Linked DNA regions of Gossypium hirsutum: region 1 is linked to region 2. The links are chromatin contacts, called in public Hi-C maps. All regions are on one chromosome and are shown on one strand. Each heading gives the region's core, a stretch centred on a gene start, on an enhancer-like site or on the middle of the called end of the contact. The rest is flanking DNA. Distances are from core to core; before and after follow the strand shown. Region 1 holds the start of LOC107910154 (nudix hydrolase 4). Region 2 has its middle 45 kb from the start of LOC107908423.

Region 1 (5,693 bases), core at 1,365-3,864, 230 kb before region 2:
AGATTAATGTATTATAATGTAAAACATTTAAAATATTTTTAATTAGTGTGAATTTTTTAAATAAAATTATGCGAATGTAAGTAGAGAACACAAAAAAAAAATGAAATTGAGAAAAATAAATACTATGAAAAATTAAAAATGGAAAAGAATGAAATGTAAAAAGAAAATATTAACTAAATACATTTAATGATTAATAATTATATTAATTCGATTTTAATATAATATTAAAAACTATATAGAGTGCGAAGATTATCTAATCAATTATTTCACAAACCAAGATTATCGTTATTAGTTCTTTTATATATAAATGTGAATAGTCTAAATTGATCTTCATAACTATTAGAGGAAAGGTTAAGTGAAAAGTAAAATGGAATGAATTGAATGATAGATTTTTATACATTTAGATGGAAAATGATTATACTTTAAATTTCTTTCTTTCTTTTTTTCATTTTTTCATTCTCTTCTCGTCCCTTCAATTTTCTATTTAATCAAAAACACACTCTAAATGTATTATTAATATTTTTACTATTTAATAATCAAAGAAATCAAGGGACACTAGATCATAGTTCTATTGATATATATCATGACAATGTAACAACTATTGATAATTATAGTTTTTCTTTAAATTACATTAAAAATTTATGAAATAATGAAAGTATAAAAACATTAAAAGTTTTCCTTTTAATCTTTAATAAAAGTGATTTTAATTTTTTATTTAAATTTTTCATCTCTTTTAGCCATTAAATTTACATTGTTTATCAAATCACAAAAAATAGATAGAAACGTTAACATTTGTTAAAATTGTGACATACACATGACAGTCTAATTAATTTTAAAAAATAGTTTTAAGTAACTTTTGAATTTTTTAAAATTTAAAAATTAGTTGTTGATGTGATCCACATGGCAACCCAAACCCAAACCCAAACGAATGACATGTCAACAAAATTAACTTTTATTCACTTTTCCATCCATTTTGGTGTAGTGTAATTTGACAAACAATATAAATTTAACATCTAATAAGAGATGAAAAATTAAATTAAAATTAAAATGAATTTTTTATATAAAATTAGAGGACTAAATATAACATTATTCCTAATAGAAATCATTAATAACACGACTCACATACACAAAATATAAAGTGTATGATAAATTGGGAGAAATTACAGGGGAATGAATGGAATAAGGCTACGTGGCTGAATCCCGAACCGAGGATAACTTGTGAAGCCAGTTGCTCAATCTATGTCCTTATCAATAACACGTGGCCTAACCAAACTCCAACCAGAGTTAGATGATCAGAGGTTAAATTCTGATGTGAATCATACTTTTTGTATGGATTCAAACCCCAAATCAAATGAATGAATGAATGAAAAAATTTTCTACCTACTGAAATGAATACCAGAACAAAACCAGCAAATGTTTGGAAATCTAACGTTTTGATGTCTTCTTAATTACAATGATCTATTTTCCTAACCCTACAAATTCAAACAACAAAACTCCATAGTTGCTACTTCATTTACTTCCTCCTTGGGCCGCACCTGCCTGCGTTTGTCGCCAAACCAACTCTTCTAAGGCTTCTATCATCCACAAATGCGGGCATTCTTCTCTAGCTTTCGACACTGTCACCTACATACATAACAATAACAACACATGTTCAGTTCTTTCATACTCAGTTCATTATTAACATTTACATACATATATATGGCAGCCAAATACATACCCATTCCCGTTTTCGGATGTTTTTCTCAGGCCATCCATCTAACTCTTGCTTCACAAGCAGACCAAACATGTGGCCTTCATGGTATATACTTTGCCTTTTGCTCTTATAACACCATTTACCTAATTTACACTGCAAACATACATATACATCCATCCAGTTAAAATCAGGAAGAAATGGAATCAAGAGTTTGAAATGAAAAAGCCTATGGTAGATTACTAACTTCGATGACGCCAACTACACCGGCTTCCTCAACCGTCTCTCTAATGGCTGCTTCTTCCATGGATTCATCTTTCTCCCAACCCCCTTTGGGGAATAATATCCCTTTCCCATTTTGTGCATTTATTACAAGAACTTCAATCGCTTCCTCAATTGACTTGCCATCTTCGCTTTCCCTGTACCTGTAGGGAATGCACCTGCTCAAACCAAATATTGATAATTAGAATCCTTCTATTCAACCAAGCCAATCAAAAGAGGAGAAGGAAAGAAAAAGATTACCCAACAACTAAGCGGAAGCCTCTGTTATTATAGCGCTGCAAGTGCCTGCCGGTGCGAGGATATGAAACACGAGAAACCAATTTCTCAATTGGCATAGGCAATCTCGCAGGGATTTTCTCCAGGAGAGACAACAAAAAGTGGATCAATGAGGGAAACTTCATAAGAAACCCCGATATCCCTCCCATGGTTTCAGTTTCAGACAAAACAAAAAGCAGAAAATTTTGCAATAGAAAAAAAATTTGAAAATGGGTTTCTTTCGTTGTGGTTTTGCAGAGTTTTAGATTTATTCCTCATATAGAGATTGCAATTTGTAGATAGATATTTGATGAAGAGCGTGGATAACAACCAAGAGAGAGCCGCGTTTGGCACTGAGACAAAGGAAAGAGATAGGAAACCTCTTTAAAACCGACGCGCCTGCACCATACGACATGTTTTTTATTTCAGACAGTCACTAAATTGTTTTTTTAATTAAAAAAATCATCCTTCACACGTTAAGCATGTAATTTTCTTATTTATTTTATTTCTCATTATAATTATTACAAGATAAATCAATCAGTAGAAGATGACAAAAAAACCTTGAAAAGCTCTCGAATCTTAACTGCTTAATAATAATCCAACCAATCCTATGTCGATTGCTCGGCTCCTAGTTATAAAATTAAAATGAATTTTCATAATTTTATTTTTATTTTAAGTAATTATTCTATAAATGATTAAAGGTGTGACAAGTGTTATATTTATTTATATAATTAATTTTTTAATACATCTTATAATATATTTGCCAAATTTTAAATCTAATTGTGAAACTTAAAAACTTAAGTAATCGTGAGATAATTTTTTGAATATTTAAAAGAATAAAATAAGTAACATTAAAAGTTTAGTTTTACTCTTTTTAAGTGGGTAAAATCTAAAAACGATTAAAACATCAAAATGATTCTAATTATTGAATTTCTAAAAATTATAAAAATAGATATCTTACTTCAAAATGGTAAAACTAGCTCCAAGATACAGTTTCATTCATTTTAGGAATCACAATGGAAAATCTAAAAATTAATTAAAACATCAACAAAAATAGAGTCATCCTTTCGAAAACAAACAAATTATATTTGTATTACTTCAACATACTAACTCCTTCTAGTGTATCAAAATGGAAACTATGTTTTTATAAGATAAAAGAAGAATTATAAATTCTAAATTCTACCACGCTTATTTTTACTCATAATCCCTTTTAAACTTTTAAATCGAAAAAAAATCGCTTAAACAAGTTCAAGTCCATGTTTTTCAAGATGGTGTCAATTAAGCTAAGCTCAATAGATTAATTTTTTTCTTAAATTAAGGCCATGTTAGATAAACCATTGAAAAAAAATCTAACTGAAAATTAATATTATCATTAATTTATTTTTCTTAAACACATTTGATAACCTATCATGAAAATTATTTGATAAACTTTTTTCGTAAAAAAAAGTGTAGAAATTTATAAGTAAATACGGACCTACTTATCACGTAATATCAATATTGTTTGGGTCCAATTGAACCGGATTAGGGTATCGATCCGGAGCGAGGCTTTGAATTGGTTAACCCAAGAATAGGTTTGGACAAGTTGAACCGGATTTTTTAATTTTTAATTTTTTTCAATCGAACCGATTAAACCGGTGAATCAGTTACACAACTAGTTCGACCACATGTCCAATTTAAAAAACATTATGTAATATAGAATATGTTCAATTATTTTTATTTTATTTTTAATATTATATTATTATTTATCAAGTATTCTAGCTCCACTCAATATTTAATTTTAGATAATATTTCAAACATATTTTATAACTTAAATTCAAGATTTGATTTTTCAAACTTTTTTAACTTTTTCAATTTTATCAAAGCCTAAGTCAATGTTGATTTAATTATTTCATAAATAAAAGCAAGGATTAAAATGAATTAATCAACATAAATATATAAAAATAGAGGTCACTATCAATAAATTGTAAATAGAGTTCAAATATGGTCATATATTTTCTCTTATATTTTTTTTCTATACCTTTAATGAAGTACCAAATAACTTTTCAAACTACAAACAAATTTTAAATTTAAATGTATTGTTATAAGATATCAAAATCTATTTTAATATGATAAATAATACAAATATAACAAATAAAAAAATTACATCCCATTATCAAGTCATTAATTAATATTTTTTCAGTAGAGAAAGAAAAACTAAAACAAAGCTATGTAATAGCTCTTGACTCTTGAGCTACTAGACAGAGTCATTAATTAATATTTGATAAATCTTAAATAATTGAAAAATGAAAAAAATAAAAATAAAAGTCTAAAATACCCTTTAATTGATTCTACTTACAAAATTAACTTCCAAATTTTAAAATTTTATACTATTATTTAAAATTTTAATTGTGTTCCCTATAAATTCAATTGTAAAATTATCAATAAATATAAATTTGAGGTTATGTTTTTGGCCTTTTTACATAAATATATATTTTTAAAAATCATATGCGAGATTTGGGCAATTTACCAATAAAAGTCATTTTTTCAAAAATTACCGAAATTGGCCTATTTTTTAATTATTTACCGGAATGGTCCTTTTTCCGAGAAATCGCGTCCACGTCAACGCGATGTCAGGGTACACGTCAGGAAATCGCGTCCACGTCAGCGCGAGGATGCGATTTCCTTCCACGTCAGCATCTCGCGCTGACGTGGACGCGATTTCGGCCCGCGCGTGAACAGTACCCAACAGTCAAAAAAATAAAATACCGTGCCCATTTTGATAAATTTTAAAAATATAGAGCTTTTTTGGTATTTTGAAAAAATAAATTTTGAATCTTTTTGTTCTTATATTTATTTTTTTTAATCAATTAACTCTTCAATATTACATCAATAGCAACAAGTACAAAAAAGATTTAAAATTATTACTGACAAGATTTGAACCAAGGTACTAAGGGAAAAGAGCAAGCATCTTAACCAACTAAACTAAACTAATTAATTGACATATTATAGAAATACTGTTATTATCTTAATTATATTACTTACGTTCTAACGATTTATCGAACCTATTCCATACACGTGTCAAATCAGAAAAAATAATACAACAATTCTGTAAAAAAAATCCGGTGTTTACTTTAAATAAGTAAGGAAAATAATGATTTGAAAGTTTCAAAATTCAATTTTAAACCGAAAAAATCGAAATTTAGGGGCAAAAAATGATTTTTTTTGACGAAAACTGCAGCAAACCGCTTCGGCGGTTTGTCAGCGCGTAGATCTCAAAAAGTTATTCGAAATAAAAAAAATCGTCTCAATCGGACAACCGAGCCAAAAGTTATGGCCTTTCAAAGTTTTCTAAGTTAAAAAACATAAACTGTTCATTCACGTCAGCAAATCGCGTCCTAGAGGGAGTGATTTGCTTCCACGTCAGCTACTCGCGCTGATGTAGACGCGATTTCCTGGCGCGTACCCTGACATCGCGCTGACGTGGACG
Region 2 (5,809 bases), core at 1,867-4,366:
AAACGTAAACCTACAAATATTTTATCGGGTAATCGATCTGAGCTCTCGTGTGCTGTCTGGTCCTAAGCCAGAAGTTAACCTGAAACGTATTAAACCAACAAATGATCTAGGAGACTAGTGTGTCTCAATCTACAAGCACAATTTTTATTTAACAACCTCACACGTAAATATGATCACAAAATTTACTTTAATGTACAATAACATATCAGAATGTTGTATTACCAGAAACAAATATATATTTCAGATCATAATATTATATAAATTGAACATGTTTTGGTTCGGAATATCTTAATTTCAGACTAGAATGTCATGTTTTCAGAAGCACATATGTCATACCAGACTAAAACAAATGCAGACATAAATCCTACCCCCATCTGCTACACACCAACTCCGTTCAACCAATCAAACCAATTAGGACTTCAAAAGTCCAACCATCCAATCACACTAGGTCGTGGTGGTATGCCACTCATAATAGTGCAACTGAGTTGCCAAACATATATTGTGGCTTAACCGCTAAAAATGCAGTAATACTGTCAAAAAAAATTTCCCCAAAAAAATTTGAACCCACCCTAATGCATATGCAAAATCACGTTAACATACATAAATATCAAATAGGTTGTATGCATTCATACTTAAACAGATATTATACGGAACGTAACTTACACATAACTTATACAAATCATAACATATCATATTACATGGTCGAATCGAATAACTTATCAGAACAGATATCAGAATATGCATAACACACATGGTTTACAAAATAGTCATACTTAACTCATGTACCTACTTATAGCAAATCATATCACATTATTACACTACACTTACCTATGTTTGTATTACTGGTCGGTACTTATTTAACATACTTCCTACACTTACCTATGTTTGTATTACTAAAATTTACGCTTTTGGGGGCCTACATAATGCCCCATGACTTGAATTTTGAGTCCCTTATTTGACCCTTAATTGGGCCTCAAAATTGGCCCAAAAGGACCACATAACCTAAAAAGCTAGCCCATGTGATCCACACGGTCTTCAGGATTTCACATGGCCATGTGCCCCACATGGCATGCAAGATTTCATATGACCTAGCACACGGCCATGCGGTCATTGAGCAGTTTCGAGAATAGCCTAAGTTTCATGAATTTATTAAATATCGAGTAATAACTCAGGTTTGAGTCACACACCTGATGATATAATTCATCCAATTAACTCACTTAACCAACAAAATATCATCCAACATCATATTCCTTTAACAAAATTTCAGTCCCTAAGTGAAGTTCGATTACTTACCACTCGGAAACAGCTTCCAAAACGGAAATCACTCCTTTGATGTAACCTGTTTCTCACACCCTTCACCTAAACAAAATCACGAAAATGTCAAGCACTACATAACAAGAAGACTAAATACTAACCAATCATATCTTACCACGAAAAATAAATTCAATTCAAAATAACATAAAAGATATTAAACAAACTTATACCCCGTTTTGAACCATAATGGAAAGACAAAACTCGCGCACGAACATAGGGAACAAATGGAATGACAGTAAAGAAATAATACCCAACAAAGAACGTCAGTAACAATCTCAAGAGAACCAAAAAGAACAAAAGAAAAGATAAAGAAGAAAAGAAGAAAAGGAAGAATAAAACCAAAATTAATGTGTGGAAATAGGGAAAAGTGGATGGTTAACGATGGAGTGAAAGTGGGAATTTTTGGAACAAAATTAAAAATATCAATAAAAATAAACAGATATTTATTCACAAATTTTTTTAGAAAAATAACTTTAACCCAACAACTAACAAGTGCCAAGGACAAAATGTTACACTCACACGCAACACGAGAGTCGAACACAAGACCTAAGGTAAGCTAACACCTTACCATTGATCCAATAAACTCATTCTGTCATAACTTGCTCAGAAATAAGATTTAAGCCAGAAGACTAGGAATAGGAATTGAGCTAAAAACTAACAAAATTCCAAGAGACAGGATTTGAACATAGGACCTTTCACACATAATCACAACACTAAACCACTGAACTAGATTATTTTACTTGTCACAATTTTCACAATCTTAACTCACAAATCAAGATGTAACCACTCTTGATTTCACTAACCTGATTTCTTCAAACCCAATTTTTGGGATGTGACAGCTCTTGCCTTATTTGTCAAAATGAAAATAAGATGGTGATCAGATTTTAGTTTATGTAGATGTCTTACAACTAAATTTAGTGTGAAAGGCTACCACAGATCATTACAAGGTCCTCGATCAAGCTTCTGAAATAGGTTCCCTCTGCTCCAAATGAAATACAACCCTTAATACCCTATATCGTGAAAACTATGCTAGAAAACAAACAAACCGGATCGATTGCAACCCACTTTGTGAGACTCAAAACCTCCTTTCCATTCATCACTTCTCAAAATCGTGTTGAAATCCCCTACCACTAGCCAAGGATCTTCAACCTTATCAACACTCTAACCCAAAATTTCCTATAACTGAGTAATTGTACGTAGTAGTGGACTCACATAAACAACAGAACAGAGAAATAAAGTGTGGCTTCGTAATTTCTGAACACGCATATGTATAAACTGAGGATGAGCTTTTACTACCTCAACACCTATCATTCCAGAAAATCAAAATACCACCCACAAAACCCAATGTTTCGACTCAGAATGAGTTTTCAAACCTCAGCTTTGAAATAACAATGTTAGCCTTGGTCTCACTAATTCTAGTTTCAAAGAGAGAAACAATGTTTGGACAAACTTTTGTCTTGTATTCTTTTAAAAATTTATGGAATCGAGAGTGTCCACACCCTTGACAATTCCAAAGCATTAAATTAAAATCAGAGACCATCACAAAATAGTAGGCCATGAAAGTGTTATCGAAACCCTCATATAAACTCAACACCCTTAATAGTTTCATCCTCCTTCCCGATCTCCTCTCCTCAAACACTGGCCATAGCGGTGTCATCCCCAACCTCGTTACTCAACCCTTGTAAAATATCATCTATAGCTAGAGCCACCGAAAGTGGTGACAAATCGACACCCTTGAAGCCCATTGGTTCCTACTCTGTATTTTCACCCACTTTTTCACTGATCTCTTCTCATGGCCGATGAGTTCCCTTACCCCCATACTTTGTTTTGATTTTGAGATACTATGGCAGTTGTGTCCCTCACTTCTAGTTGAAATACCTTCTTTAGCCATAAATCTAATTGCCAAAATTTTCTTTCCTTTCAACATCGGGCTAATAGCTTGAAAGTGAATGGGCTCCAAATCTCTATCCAATTCTATCGGGTCCATTCTCAATCTATCATAAAATGGATTATTTTTTGGACTCAAGGAGGATGCCTCAACCTTCTTTGATGGTTTTAGAATGTTCAAGTTGGGCTTCCATCCGTTTGCAATTACAACCCCTTTCTCTTTAGCCATAGAAACTCATTTCTTTGTGCTCCTTGTTTTATTTGGAGCCTAAATTATTCCAGCCTTTTTAACCAGTTCATTAATTCCCAAATCTTATTTCCCTAAAATCTTGGTCTCGTCATTTTCATTAAGGTAGCCCGATTTCTTTAATAATTGCTTTTGGTCTATACCTAAAATACTATAAATCTTTAATAATTCTTATTTCTGATGTGCAATATCATTTTTGTTATCGGGTAAACTACACCATTAGTAATTCTATTAGAGATAAATTTTTGATTTGGTCACTTATCTAAAAATGGTTACAATTTTTTCATTCAATTATTCAAAAGTTTTCATTTAAGTCATTAGGCTGTTAAAATCAATGCTATGTGGCTTTCTTTGTTTGCAGTGCATGCACCAATCAAAAGCTCTTTTCTCCTTTCTCCTATACATATTTTTTTTTCAAATCCAATAAAATAGTTTTGGACATCATGAATATGCGAACCAAAACTTAAACAACTTTTTTCTTCAATCTCGTAGACTAACTGTCAAATTGTCAAATTGTCAAATAGTTTTGCATGGATTGTCAAATTGTCGGTTAGAGCTTACTAGCAGAACTTTTTTTAAAAAAACCTTAACAACTTAGTGAGTTAAATAAAAACTTTTGAATAGTTTAGTAAATTAAATGAAAACTTTTGAATATTTCGGTGACCAAAGTGTAACTCTTTTAGTTAACTAAACAAAACCTTATCCATAGTTTAGTGACTAATAGTGTAGTTTACAATTTGTTAGATAACGAACAGGGGTGTGGTTTGTAGGCTTTGAACTCCAAATGGGTGCTACTTTTACAAATACTTTAGGGTAAACTATCTAGTTGGTCACCTAAAATAAAATTATTAGAATTTCATTACTTAACTTTTAGGGTATTTTTATTTTAGTCACCCAACCGTTAAATCTCTAACAGTGGTTAACTATACACGCCACATCATGTTCACACTCTCAGTTTGGTCACCCAACTTCTAAGTTGTTTTAGTTTTTGTCACCTAAAAAGGTATTAATCAGGGTAAAAAAATATTAAGAATTCAAGTGAAAAAGTGGTAGAAACTAAAATAATGCTTTAAAAATTGGCAATATGAATTTGTTTACCCTCTTGTTGAAAGTTCTATTTTTTTCAATAATTAAATTTTAAATTTATAAATATCAAAATCAATTAAATATGTTGGAGTGTAGGGATATAAATAAACTTATGAGAAATTATTGAAGGATCCAAGGCCTGTAACAATGTCATTTTCTTTAAGGTTCTATTCACCTCCATATCAATTTCTATAAAGAATTCTTTATAGAACAATCTAGGAATATAAAAGATGGTTGGAGAATAGAAAGAAACTTTGTTTCTATGTTTTTGGGTGTCATACAAATGAAAGTTCACTCCTATTTATAAGAAGCCTCATGTCTCTTCATAGAGACATAACTACTTAAATGGATAGTCATATCTTTAGCAATAAACATAATTATTCAATAGATATCTACTTGAATAATTATGATTATTCTTTAATAATCAAGTGACATAAATTTTGAATTTAAGAGGCATAACTCATCATTATAAATGGTTACAACTTTTGGTTAATAACCAAATGACACAACTTTTGGTTATTTATAACTTTTCATTTACAACTATTGGAACATTATATATTTTTTTAAAATGTTCCAACAATCTCCCCCTATTTTGAAAGTATTCTATATTTTGATAATCTTGAAAATTAATAGCATAAATGAAGGTGTCGTACGTTTGAACCTTCACTTAGTGAAAGCATATTAAAGTTAATAAAAATTGCATGGTAGACTATGCTTTGAACTAGTTATTCCATTTGACTAATCGAACATATCTCATACAATGATTTCAACACCAATCAATGCACAGTATTCAGGGACACTATTATGACCGTGCGTCTGTAACCTCTTTTCATGAGTGTTGTTAGAGCCAAGCCTCTGAGCTCCTAGAAGCGGCCACGCTTCCACTCACATAGGTAGACCCCATCAAGAGTGTTCCCGTAATTATAACACTCTAACATATTTATGTTATGGGTCTATTAAAAGTATAATAGTCTCATGCTTTCCTTGCCATTACGGGTACCTAGCACTTTTTCCCTTGGGATGATTATTATATATTATTTTATAGTGCTAGCAGTCACATACTGTTGATATACCCTGTCTCATTGAACTTAAGACTTGATGTTATACCAAGCGTTAGTTGAGTTTCAATCATAAATGACTCAAATATTATAGGCTTGTACCTCATCCCTAAATTTCAAAATTTCAACTTAGCTGTGTTAATTATCTATACCACATGGTAAAACTTTATATTTATTTGTTTCTTGAAAATTCACAAGACCAACATCCCCACTATGT

What was found. A called contact is a pair of places that touch in the nucleus more often than the background predicts.
Region 1: a Hi-C map of leaf shows a contact between it and region 2, with 1.7 times the contacts expected there. The contact joins the promoter of LOC107910154 here to the enhancer-like site in region 2. A contact is called at or near these places in 6 of 34 Hi-C or Micro-C datasets (cotyledon, fibers, hypocotyl and 2 more).

What each region holds. Positions count from the first base shown.
Region 1 is chrD02:41,907,520-41,913,212 of Gossypium_hirsutum_v2.1, reverse strand. LOC107910154 (nudix hydrolase 4) reads right to left here and starts at 2,614. Exons shown (of 4, transcript XM_016837926.2): 1 at 2,213-2,614; 2 at 1,938-2,130; 3 at 1,718-1,846; 4 at 1,124-1,623. The coding sequence starts at 2,397. The coding sequence ends at 1,510.
Region 2 is chrD02:41,680,763-41,686,571 of Gossypium_hirsutum_v2.1, reverse strand. No RefSeq gene overlaps it. Among protein-coding and RNA genes, the nearest start is that of LOC107908423, 45 kb to the right of the region's middle. Within about 2 kb of position 3,116, at least 8 of the 9 cell types and tissues checked have an H3K27ac peak or open chromatin away from gene starts, as enhancers often do. A contact at or near this core is called in cotyledon, fibers and leaf, where this site is marked.